Regions from separate parts of the Rattus norvegicus genome. Here region 1 is linked to region 2. A link is a contact called in public Hi-C data. All regions are on one chromosome and are shown on one strand. The core of a region is the stretch at or near the end of the contact, and the rest is flanking DNA. Distances in the headings are between cores, read along the strand shown.

Region 1 (5,633 bases), core at 3,133-5,632, 270 kb after region 2:
GCTCCCCAGATAAGCAGGGTTTTCAGAAACTGCCTCAAGGTGGGGGTGGGGGTGGTGCAAAAAGGCTGTAAATTTTCTAATGGTGGAATGGGATCTTGTTCACCAGGACCTAGAATTTGGAACACACACACACACACACACACACACACACACACACACACACACGAGCAACTGCATACATGCCCTTCGCTGTCTAGGATCCAGGCAACAGGTCTGGATGACCTACTAAAGAACGCAAACATTACAAATTCATAACACATCATAGAAAACTTTTCTCCTACACACTTCCCAAAAAAAGGAAAATACAATAAGAATTTTATGAAGAACGTGTGTTTTTTTCCCTAGGAATAATACCAAACCAGATGAAGAGGACGCTCCAATGCCCTTACAGACAGACACTCATCCTTTACTGCCCCCTGCTGGCAGCCACACGCATCTCTGGTAAGTTTTATAATGGTTGGATTTCACTGTGGAATTCCAAGCATTTGTTTAAATTCAGCTTCTCCTATGACATCACGCGGCGTAGAAGGATTAAGGTAGCTTTGGCTTTTTTCTTTCTTTTTTTTTTTTTTTTGCTTTTGAGCTACAATCAGCTTAGACGAGGTCTGATTGTTGCTACACGGGAGCTGGAGCAGGGTCTACACCGGGTCTGTTGGTTTTTCCAATGAGTCAACACTGGGGTTAGCCATCTGGCTTTGTGTTGCTACAATCTGAAAGTGCACTATCGATCTTGCTTCCCTGCACAAGCGCCCACATGCAAAGTCCCATGACCCCGAAAGAAGACCGTGTTCAAATGAACGCCTATCTCTGCGAGGGTAAAAATCCACTCCGCCATACAAAGTTTGCAGAGAGGCACGCAGACGGTCAAAACGCCACAGTACTGCCCGGGATGGCGGCTGGCCAGCCCCTTTTTAAGCATTACTTACCTTGGTCTGGAAGCAGCAATAGAGTTGGGTTAGATAAGGGTGTTTCCGCGCCAGAGCCAAAATCCTCTTCTCTGTCATCGTGCAGTCCACGTCGTCATCCTGCAGGATGACGTCCTTCTTTAAGACCTTCACAGCATAGACTTCATCCTTACCCTTGAGCTCGGCCAGCATGACCTGCAACCAGTTTTAATCATCTGGTCAGTCTACGAATACACAGAGTCAAAGGATGTCAAACACCTTAATGCTAATTGCTTCTTCCCTTTAATTTCTAATGAAGATGTTTAGGAAGTTTACATTTTAAACATTTACCAACTACCTTTCTTTTTTTTAATCTTTGGCACAGTGCTCGGGAAAGAGAAGTTTACTGCACCGGGAATAAGTAATTATTCATCTACAGTGATTCCATAATTATCAAAGAATGAATGTAGCATGCTTTCTCTCTCTCTCCCTTTTATCCTCCTCACTTTCCCCTCGTTCTTCCTTCCTTTCACACTATGTAGCACAGGCTGGTCTTGAACTCTTGACACTTCGGCTTTACCCAAGTGCTGAGATATTAGGTGTGCCCTATCACGCCACACGTAAATACAGGGCTTTCAGAAGAAGCAATGTGTTGTATGTATTTTCCTACGAGGTCTCCATCTTTACATGCCTGCTGGCACTTGGTTCAAGGTAGATACGCTACAGTTAATTCTGCTGTCGCCTTCATATCAGAAACCTAAGTTATTCTCAAGTAAGTTCTGTATAAGTTGTGCTGAGTGCTTTTGGGCACAATTTAAAATTTGGCATTATATCCTTGAAATAGAAAATTTCAGAACTAAAAGTTTAAGCATTTTACACATTTCCTGATTTTTAATAAATATTTGTTTGTTTGTTTGTTTGTTTACTTATTTACTTTATATGAGTACACTGTTGCTTTCCTCAGACACACCAGAAGAGGGCATCAGATCTCATTACAGATGGTTGTGAACCACCATGTGGTTGCTGGAAATTGAACTCAGGACCTCTGGAAGAGCAGTCAGTGCTCTTAACTGCTGAGCCATCTCTCCAGCCCGAATTTCCTGATTTTTAAGAGGGCTATAATCATTCGCACAGCGTGCCACTTTAGGGAATAGCATCTATGAGCATGGGGCCACTTTCACCTACCCCTGCTGCTGGTCTGCTTCCTCTTCCTTAACAAGTGGGAGAGATTACCTTGATTCCGTTTTCACCTTGCAGCCTACCTCCCTGGGGTACTTATTTTCTAATCGAGTCTCTTTGCCAGAGCTACTTTTCTCCTCTGTCTAGTTATTTGTGGGGTTATGTTATTTCTCCTAAGTCTCCTGCCTTCTGCGCTGGCCCTCCCTTGCCTGCCTCGTGACAGTCTGCTATCTTGTCTTACTGAACACGACTCGTTATGTACTTAATGCCACCCTGTGTTTGCCATTACAGTTCTAACCACAGTGCTGCAGGCAGAGACACAAGTCCTTCCCTGGATGGCCTGATGGCTTATGGGTAGTCTATTTTCTTGGCGTTTGCCTATCAGTTGGTGTTTTCATTGATCTCCAAATAGTTACAGGCCATTCTCCTTCCCACGGACTTTGAAGGATGCTATTCCAATGTTGTTGTCAACGTCATAGAACATAATCCAAGGAACATGAGAGGTTGAAGATTCTGTCACCTACAGAATACAGCCTATAAAACTGGCCCAAACCGTCTTGTGATGGCGGTGATTTTGCCTAAGAAACTAGCTAAGCCCTCGGAGTCATCAGAACTCCTATCCCGTCTACTTTATGTGCAAGCCTGGAAGCTCTGAGCGTGCTCTTTTTCCTATAATGTTGCTCACATTCAGACCTAGCCCTGCTCATGGCCTACGCCAGAGTCACACTTAAACCACAGGCCCGGGGTCTGTTTCCTATTGAGCTGGTTTTTAAAGAATGTGATTGCTTCAGCAGTTGCCACCTGAGGAAACTCCAGTATCCTCCCTGCCAGGAGATCTCAGGACAGATAGGGCGGAGCAGGCCCTGTGCCTGGGGGCTTCGCAGAGCCTTCCCCAAGAAGGGCCCTAGAATGTCGATTAGGTCTTCAGCTCCTGGCTGCTTCCCAGAGCCCAGGAGAGATGAGAGCACCCGACATTTGGAGCTGTCTGATTACCCACCAGGCACAGCATCAGGGCAGACAAGGAGATAGGCAGTTGTCTGAAATGCCCTCTTGGTTTCCTAGGCTTTTTGTCTTCCTAAAAATGAAATCTTTGCATTTTGTCAGGCCCATCCCTGAAGGGCACAGCCCCAGGAGGCATATGATGCAGCAGAGAGCAGGGGAAGTGTCCTCAAGGACAGAGGCCCCAATCCACTACACGGTTATGCAGTTCTCTCACACGGAGAGGAAGAATGTTTAGTAGGAGCTGGGAGAGTCAGTTACAGGAATTTCAGCTCCCAAAGTCCTACACAGAAAGGTTTGCCCTGAACCCAGAGTCTACCAAGGGCAGGGGCTTACAGTTTGTGCTTAAAGTCTTCCTACTGAGAAAGCGGGATTTCAGATGGCTCTCTGCACAACGGAAGAAAGATGCACACGGGTCAACTGTGGAAACCAGGGAGCACATGCTAAACACATGAAACCTCTCTGTGTGCTCCTCCCTCCCTCCCTCCCTCCCTCCCTCCCTCCCTCCCTCCCTCCCTCCCTCCCTTCCTCCCTCCTTCCCCTCCTCTGCCCATTTGATTAATGAGAACAACCCAGTCCTACAGAGAAATGCCCACAGACCTTGCCAAAGCTGCCTTTGCCTAACACCTTGATGAAGTTGAACTCATCCAGGCCCAAGCGCTTGGCCTGGCCTTGCCGGACTTCACCGTTCTCGCCAGGGCTTGCCAGCTGGCCATCAGTAGACGACGAGGCTCGGTGCTCCTCTCCTCGGTTGTCAAATGACAAGGCCTTCCGGATGTTGTTTTCAAGTTCTTTTAGTTCTAGGGCCAAAGGTAAAGAGGAACTTGATTAGAACATACTTCACTAGCTGTTTACATTAGCCCTCAGCATTCAGAACCCATCCTTCCGTTCCCCCTGGCGGCAGATCCAGGGGTGTCGTCTAACACATGTCTTTGGGTACCTAACGAACAATAAGGCACCAGTCTGCAAAGAGGAGGACATAGTTCCTGATCTGTCAGGATTCACTGCCAATAAAGGCCTCTGAAGGCCTCCTCACAACCTTGTCGATCATTCAGGTGTGGTGAGGATGCATATCTTCCCTGGATCTCTGCGGACTTGGGGGTAACAGGTACCCTTCCCTTCAACTTTCCTTTGAAGATGAGAGCACTCCAAAGCCACCCTCACAGGCATTACTGGTGAGAAAGTCGCTCACTCGCTCACTCGCTCACAGGGACTGTGAACTAGAACTAAAAGAACTTGGAAACGTCATCTAGGAAGCCTTTATTTTTCTCGCCTTGATGTTGGCTTTACTCTGAGTACTTGTCCCACACAAAGCTACCTAGTAGAATGAGCCACAGGCTTATCATTAACAAAAGACTAGCTTCCCACAATGGCATGTCACAATCTCGTCTCTGCTGCGTCAGGAATTCTGAAGTCCAATTTCACAATGACGAGACGGTCTTGTGGCCTTCCGGAGTATGTGACCCAAATTACCTGGACCATACTGCTGGGCGTCCCTTTGACCTTTTCTATTTGAAGAAGGTCTATTATGGTTAGACATTCACTCACCAACGTGAGCACTCGTCTGTATGGTATGGATCTCCTGACGTGATCCTACTCTAAAGGACTCTCATGACTAACAGGGGTTACACACGGGGACAGAGTGTTTATACCTTGGAATGAGGACAGACCAGTGAGCAACGCCTCTGGAGAGGAAGATCTCTGCCTCTTTTTCAGAAGGACTTTAGTCATGAGGGCCCATGCAGGGGATCTGGAGTGAACTCATCTTGGGTGGAAGGACAACAGCCAAGCCTGCGGACAGCCTTGTGACAACAGACTCAGACTTCCATGGCTCACTCACTCCAAAGTATGAGTTTTGTCCCCCTGGGAAGGACTCAGTTGTTAAGAGCGTCTTGGAAGGTAGAACCCAGATGTCTGAAGACCCCAAAGCTCGAAGAAAATGGCTCTCTGGATTCTTACAACAGAGGGAGACAGCGTCTTGCCCATCTGCCTTGTGATAGTTACCAAGACCGTTTCATATCCTTTAGTTCTCATGTCAGGCTCTGCAAGCATGGGACCTGCCTGGCTGGATCATCTGTCTGAATAAAGCCCCAAGGGGCACAGCAGACAGCACACCAGGCAAGAGCCAGGCCTGGAAACCAGGGGTACGTCACCCTCCCCGGGTCTGTTATCCATGGACCCCATCTCTTTGAAGTTCCAGGACATTCCGTATTTAAAGGAGAAAGCTGAAAATCTCTGACTGGCCCAGGATAGGGTCTGTAAGCTGATTACTTAGGGAGGGATGGAGTCTCTTTTGGGATGAGGCAAAGACGCAGAAAAAGAGACCGGAAGAGGGTCTGAGATCAGCTACTCTATAGTCTCAAGACTGGTGAACGGCCACTGAGACGGTCCTGCTTACTCCTGAGTAAGAAGTGCTGCGTCACAGTGACGGCCTCCAGTGAGGAGTTCATAGTTCAGGAGAGGCACACGCCCGTCCTGGACACCAAATTAGTTCTTGGCCTCAGGACAAGCATTTTCAACTCTGACCTCCCATCTTTCAGCCTGTTACCTGATATGGAGCTGGTGTGAGTA
Region 2 (6,237 bases), core at 3,685-6,184:
GGCAGAAAGGAATGCTCTGCTCTTCTGCCATTTCTGATGAGATAGAAACAGCAGGTGCTTTGGGGTCCCTACCCATTTCAAGTTCAAGCTGTCACCCACAGTGATTAAGGTGAAAGTCATTTGGCCTCCTTATGTCTCCTTCCCCATTTTTCTCAGCATTAGTGTAAAGCATCAGGTTCTCAATGTGTGCACTGAGGACCAGCAATGTCGCCTGGGAGCTTGCCAGAAAGGCAAGAAAACAAAAACAAACAAACAAACAAACAAACAAACAAAACCCTGGCTCCAGCAACAGCGAACTCTGAAGAGATCCAGCACCCAGAGGTGTTTTGGGGCATGTGCACATGGGTTCTGATCGTTCTCTGTAACTCTTCCCTGTGTTCTCTGAGACAGTATCTCTCACTAAATCTGAAGCTAGCCTTTTTGGCTAGGCCAATTGGCGGTGGACTCCTGTGGACTCCTGGAATCTGCCTGTCTCTGCCTTCCAGCGCTGGGGTCATAGGCACACATCGCCATGTTTTCACACAGTGTTCCTAACAACCAAGCCATGTCCCCAGCCTGCACTCTTGAAATTAGATCACCCCTGTATGGCCTGAATGTGTTCACTGCGCAAATCATTTTAAGGAAGCGATATATGACATTACAAGTGGCACTTCTGTATAAGGACAGAGCTGTTTCCGTCTACTATGAGGGGCTAGAAGTTGTTTCAAGTTCGTAGCAGGTGCACTGTAAGTTCTAAACGTAGGCTGCTAACTCGACACCCTCGGGTGGGGAAGAGGAGAGATTTATACATTGCTTCAATAGGAAAACTAGATAGCATGGTGGTTCAAGGCCCTAAGCAGGTGCTCAGCATGATGTTGGGGTGAAGGGGAGGAAAGAGACTGGGCCCAGGCTCCTACAGCAGATGACAACAGTGCTTGTTCTCTGGGCAGAAGGAGGCTAGAACCTACCTGCCATGCTAAACCAGAAAGGCTTCTCTAAAGCCGGCCTACAGCGTGCTTGCTTCAGATAAAACTCATTCTGAGAGGTTTTAAGTCTCCAAGGCCTTCCACTTAAGACTGCTTCATCTGCTCCACAGTTGTGAAGAAGCTAGAAGCCTTGAGCTCTGTTCAGAATGCAAACCAGTGCAGTTGCTGTGGAGGACAATACGGAAGCGCCTCAGAGATCGGAGAGGCAGCTATTATGTGACCCAGGGTTTCACGGGAAGTTAATACACCCTAAAGAGCTAAAACGGGCACTCAGGAAGATGCTTGTAAACCCACTCCTCACTCTTCCTAATGCTGTGACCCTTTAATACAGGTCCTCATGTTGTGGTGACCCCCCAGCCATAAAATTATTTTCACTGCTTCTTCGTAACTGCAATTTTGCAGCTGTTATGAATTTTAACATGAACAGCCATGTTTTCTGATGGTCTCAGGTGACCGATGTGAAACCTGAAAGGGGTCTCGACCATGGGTTGAGAACTGCTACCACAGAGGACTGTCCACAACTGCCAAGGGGGGTAACAACCAAAACTTCCGTTGATGTGGTGCTTAGATTTGATATGGAATCTGGTTTTAAAGGACGTGAAGCTTTGACCAGTACTAGAATATGGGTGAGATGGGAACATGCTAGGTTATAGAAACCAGTCACAAAAGGATATTCTCTACTTTCATTCGTACGAGGTGCCTTTCCATTGTCATCTGTGGTTACCAAGGGCAGGCATGGGCAGGACTTCTGTTTAAGGAACGCAGAGTTTCAATGTGGGATGAGGAGAGGCTCCTTGAGGTGGACAGTGGTGATGGCAACATAGCGTGGTATGATTATGTATTCTCACACAATTAAAGATGGCTGAAACCAGGAGAGGGTGCAGCTAATTGATGGAGTGTTGTCTCACATGCAGAAGCTCTGCATTAATCCTCAGTCCCACATTAGCTAGGCACGGTGACTCATACCCATGACCCCAACACCCTGGAGTTGGCAGCAGAAGGATCAGAAGTTCAAGGTCATCTTCAGCCATATATAGGGCATTTGAGGCCAGCCTGGGCTACTCAAGACCCTATGTCAACAAACAAACCAGAAACAAAAATAAACAAACAGCCTCTCTCAGAACCCAAATAACCAAAACACAAACAACCAAACAGGGCTAAATACGCCAGACCTGTCAGTCACCATATCCCCTGCCTCATTGCCACTAAGGAAAAAGAAAACACAATGAAAACTTCTTACCATGGCCCTAAGCTAACCTCCTGTACAAAGTAAATGTGTTGAGTAAGGAAGTCTCTTCATGCCTGAAGCTGGAAATCAGGGCCAATGCCCATGCTCAAGGCAGGTCCCTACTGTACTTCGGTTTGCCACACTTCAAGCACATCTCCCATGAAAAGAGACGCTGAGCTGAAAATGGAGACTTGGCTGGGACTCTCTAGCTTCACCCGGTGGCTTCAGAATCTCCCTCCTCCCTTCCCTTAATGAGGGTTTGCTTCAATCTTTCCATTAGCCCACAAACTACTATTAAAAAAGCCATTTATCAAATTAACACGGAGTGCTGCTAACGTCGTCTGCAGGCTCCGTGCACTTGGCCACGTAGGAGTTACCATGCCAACAGCTGCCGCACGTTCATTGTACAGACCTATCAATTTTAACAAAGTCCTGTTTCATAATTCTGACTGCCAATTCAGGCTTCTCGTCCCTTCCTGCTTCCCAATCACACATGTGTGGCCAGAAAGTCAGCGAAATCAGGTACTGACGTAACAAAGAAGAGAGCAATTTCAAAAGCCCCTTGCCGAAGTAGTATGTTTCGAATACTTTGAAAAGCGGATGAAGGTCATGAATTCCTCTCTTTAACTTTTAGTCCCATCATTCCTCGGGAATACAGCATCAAGGAATTTGATGTAATAACTCTGGCCAGTAAATCTAGACTAGGGAGTGCAGGCTGAATAAACTGAAGGAGAGACTGTAATTATGCAAATTATTCCAATAGATCGTTTGCAGGCAGCTATCAACAAAATAAGGTAAATCCTCGAAGCCTAGGGGTGCCAAGCCAAATCCTGTAGCAAGCTTTTGTTTTAAAAGATTCTTGAGCTTTAAAAATAAAGGTATTCAAGCTGAGAGGTATTCTCTTTAAGCCAGAGAGTTTAGGAAACAACTTTACTAAAAAGTAAATCTTACAAGGACTTCCCAATGGGGAGTATTAAGTTCAGTCTCAAACAGAAGCTTTGGGATAGAGAGATATCTGTGTTAGAGACCTAAGTGTATTATGTTAGACACTTATTTAACCAAGTTTCATTTGCGCGCGTGCGCGCACGGACACACACACACACACACACACACACACACACCCCAGGCAGAGGATGTTAGAGCAGTTTCCTAGCCTTCTGTGAGGCCCTGGGGTTAATGCAGTTTAAAGAAAAATCAAAGAAAGCAGGCAAAAGCTGTGGACACTCAGATCCAACACAAGAGCGCTCACTAGTGTGTCGTCTACTGCAGACTCAGCGCTCAGCCTGCAAACTCTCATGACCACCCTGTAAAAAGTGCGCTTTTCAGGGGTAAGTCAGAAACCCCGCATCTATAGCATGGTTTGGTTTTGTTTTCAATAATCAAATCGGAAGCGGGTCTGAACATCACTATGGATCTTTCCCGGTTCTCATGTCAGGCTAACGACACTGGACAAGGAATGAAAGGTCACTTCCTTAAAGATATGAACAGTGTTACACATTTTCAGGAGGGTGATAGACAAGTGAAATTTAAATGGAGCTTCTTTGAAATCCTGGGCACTGGGCACGGGAAGGCCACCAAAGTAAAACTTGTTCTACCAGCTGGTGGGCTCCTTGCTTAACAACGTGCACAGGGCCCTACTGAGAGATCCAGAGATCACTTTCAGTCCCCAAAGTGAGAGCGAGGCCTAGTCCTTAGAGCTGTCATCTAAGCAGCCTCCTCCTGTGTAATCATGTGAATTATTCTAAGTCCACAGAAAGGCTTACACAGGCACATAACCTTTTATTTTGCAGTTATTTCTGGGACTCCTGGGCACACTGGTCAGAACTTCAGGGGAAACATCGCTCTTCAGGATTGGAAATAATTGTTGGGCCGGTTACCACTTGCTTTTTGAGCCTGGACTGAAGTGAATGGGCATCTCATGAAGATGCCTCTCTAAGCAGAACTAATACTGCTAATATGGCCGACATCCCGTAGCCGTGGACCAGTATTTCTGGCATAGGGGAGGCCATACTCACTGTGCTAACGGAACTCATGTTTTTGGTTTTTTTGCTTTTGTTTTGTTTTTTACTTTTAGGCTTCCTCTACAGTGACTTATGGGAATAGTTCATATTTCTTATGATCAGAAGAAAGCAATTTAACTTCTTGAACAATTAATTTTCAGGAGAGATGATTCATGAATATAAAAAGACAGGAGGTTTGCTCGTGAGTAAGCGAGTGCCTACAGAGTCTGCAATGCTCCCTTCTTGCTAAAAGCTTCCATCAAACAGTTTTGAGGGGCTCTGCCACAGGAACCCGAGCAGATTAGATCCAAATATCACCCATCCTCTCTCCACATCCCAGCCTCCATCCAGCGGAGCCGGTGAGCTGCCCCCGCACTGGGGCCAGCCATTCAAGAGGCAAGGAAATATTATGCAAGAACACAGGAAGTCAGAGGAGACAGGATTCTGGGCAGGCCTGGCAAGGAGTCTGTGTGAACTCCAGCGAACAAGCGGACTTTGCTCAGCAGGGCTGAAGCCAGCAGAGAACCTTCCCAGGGCGGCAGAGCAGAGCCGTCCACATCATGTCTCTGGCCAGTGGGTGGCCATCCAGAACTTGATGTACCTGATAGAAGGCAGATAAACGAGTCCCAATATTTCTGCTTTTTTGGCCCAAGTTCAAGGTGACTCCCCAACACTCTTGCACTGTGACTCACCTCTGCCCTACAGCACGTCACACACACACCTCCCCCCTCCCCCGGTGCAGCATGACTTCATTCAACAATTTAAGGCCTTGTTGGCTTTCTAGCTGACTTCTCCCTTGATGCCTCAGGTTGAAGGACTGTATTTTCAGACTGCATGTGTCAATCAATTCATGCCTCGACCAGGTCTAAGCACGCCAGATATGTTTGTACACAGAAGCCACAGCAGCAATGTGCCCTTCCTTTGTGGCAGTGCAGGGCCTAGAACAGTCACCTCAGAGGCAGTGTCTGACCCCCCCATCCAGTGATGGTGTCAGAGCACCCTCTGACACCCCAGAAGCCTGCCTCATGGGAGATGGAGACATGGTCTCCTTTTGGGAACTTCTTACCACTCTACATACTGGACCTCGGCTGACTTTTGGGGCGGTTGTTAGCCCTGCTGTATTCACAGCAGTGGACTAAGCCAGGCCCAACAGCAACTCCTGATGGAGTGGAATATCTTTCAGGAGAGGAAGAGTTACAAAGAGTTGGAAAGACATCCTGCAGCCCCTGACAATAACCTCCAACTTCCCGCTGCCTTTTCCCAAGTCAGCATCTGCAAACAGGAGGCCAGACCACTGGAAATCCCCTGCAGAGGGGAGCTAGAACCCCGAGAGCTTTGAGGTTATCTGGTCTGGTTCCTTCCCACCAACTGGTTCACTTCGGAGGTGGTGAGGGCAGAGATAGTCATCTAGCCTGCTAATGCCTACCTCTTCTCAGAAAGTTTACTAAACACAGCACACCGCCCTGCAGAAGGTCCACACTCCAACGTGAGTGGGCGAGCCACAGTAAGACACGATCAGGGCGGTAGAGCTAGGACCCTCACCCCGACCCCGTGGAGACACAGAACCGGCAGAGAGAGGCAGCACCCGCCCTGCCGCTGCTCCCGGCCTGACAATTTCTAATTGTGGTAAGAACATCAGTGGCCATTCCCCTGGGACTTGGCTGTGCATTCCCAGACGATACCAGCACACAATGGCCCTTACTTCTCAGGCGTAAACATTGCCAAATATGACAAACAATAACATGGCCACAACAGAAAACTCGGGGGCCAAGGGAGGCAGCGTGGGTCTTTGCAAACAGTACGTGTTCAGGTAGGCACTGCCAATCCCTGCCACGGTCATTACCCTCCAGCGTCTCATCCATATGCCAAAAGGGACAATTCCTTGGTGTTTACATCAAGAGCTTTGGAAAGAACAACTATGACAGTGTTCATGTAATCCCAGGCCTCGGCGCGGGAAGCAGCACAGGCTACATACCTCGGAAAACAGAAACAAATCAGCTTAAGGAAAACATTAACACCGGACAATTATAAACCTCTGAATGGA

What was found. A called contact is a pair of places that touch in the nucleus more often than the background predicts.
Region 1: a Hi-C map of liver shows a contact between it and region 2, with 4 times the contacts expected there. The contact joins two enhancer-like sites. A contact is called at or near these places in 5 of 12 Hi-C or Micro-C datasets (the A7r5 cell line, kidney, liver and 1 more) and 1 of 1 datasets of contacts at active chromatin or transcription factors (oligodendrocytes).

What each region holds. Positions count from the first base shown.
Region 1 is chr6:13,872,644-13,878,276 of GRCr8, forward strand. Prkce (protein kinase C, epsilon) reads right to left here. Exons shown (of 15, transcript NM_017171.2): 9 at 3,663-3,862; 10 at 927-1,100. Among named protein-coding and RNA genes, the nearest start is that of Prkcel1, 54 kb to the right of the region's middle. Within about 2 kb of position 4,383, at least 4 of the 93 cell types and tissues checked have an H3K27ac peak or open chromatin away from gene starts, as enhancers often do. A contact at or near this core is called in kidney and liver, where this site is marked.
Region 2 is chr6:13,604,352-13,610,588 of GRCr8, forward strand. The region is part of intron 1 of Epas1 (endothelial PAS domain protein 1); the gene reads right to left. Among named protein-coding and RNA genes, the nearest start is that of Epas1, 17 kb to the right of the region's middle. Within about 2 kb of position 4,935, at least 49 of the 93 cell types and tissues checked have an H3K27ac peak or open chromatin away from gene starts, as enhancers often do. A contact at or near this core is called in kidney and liver, where this site is marked.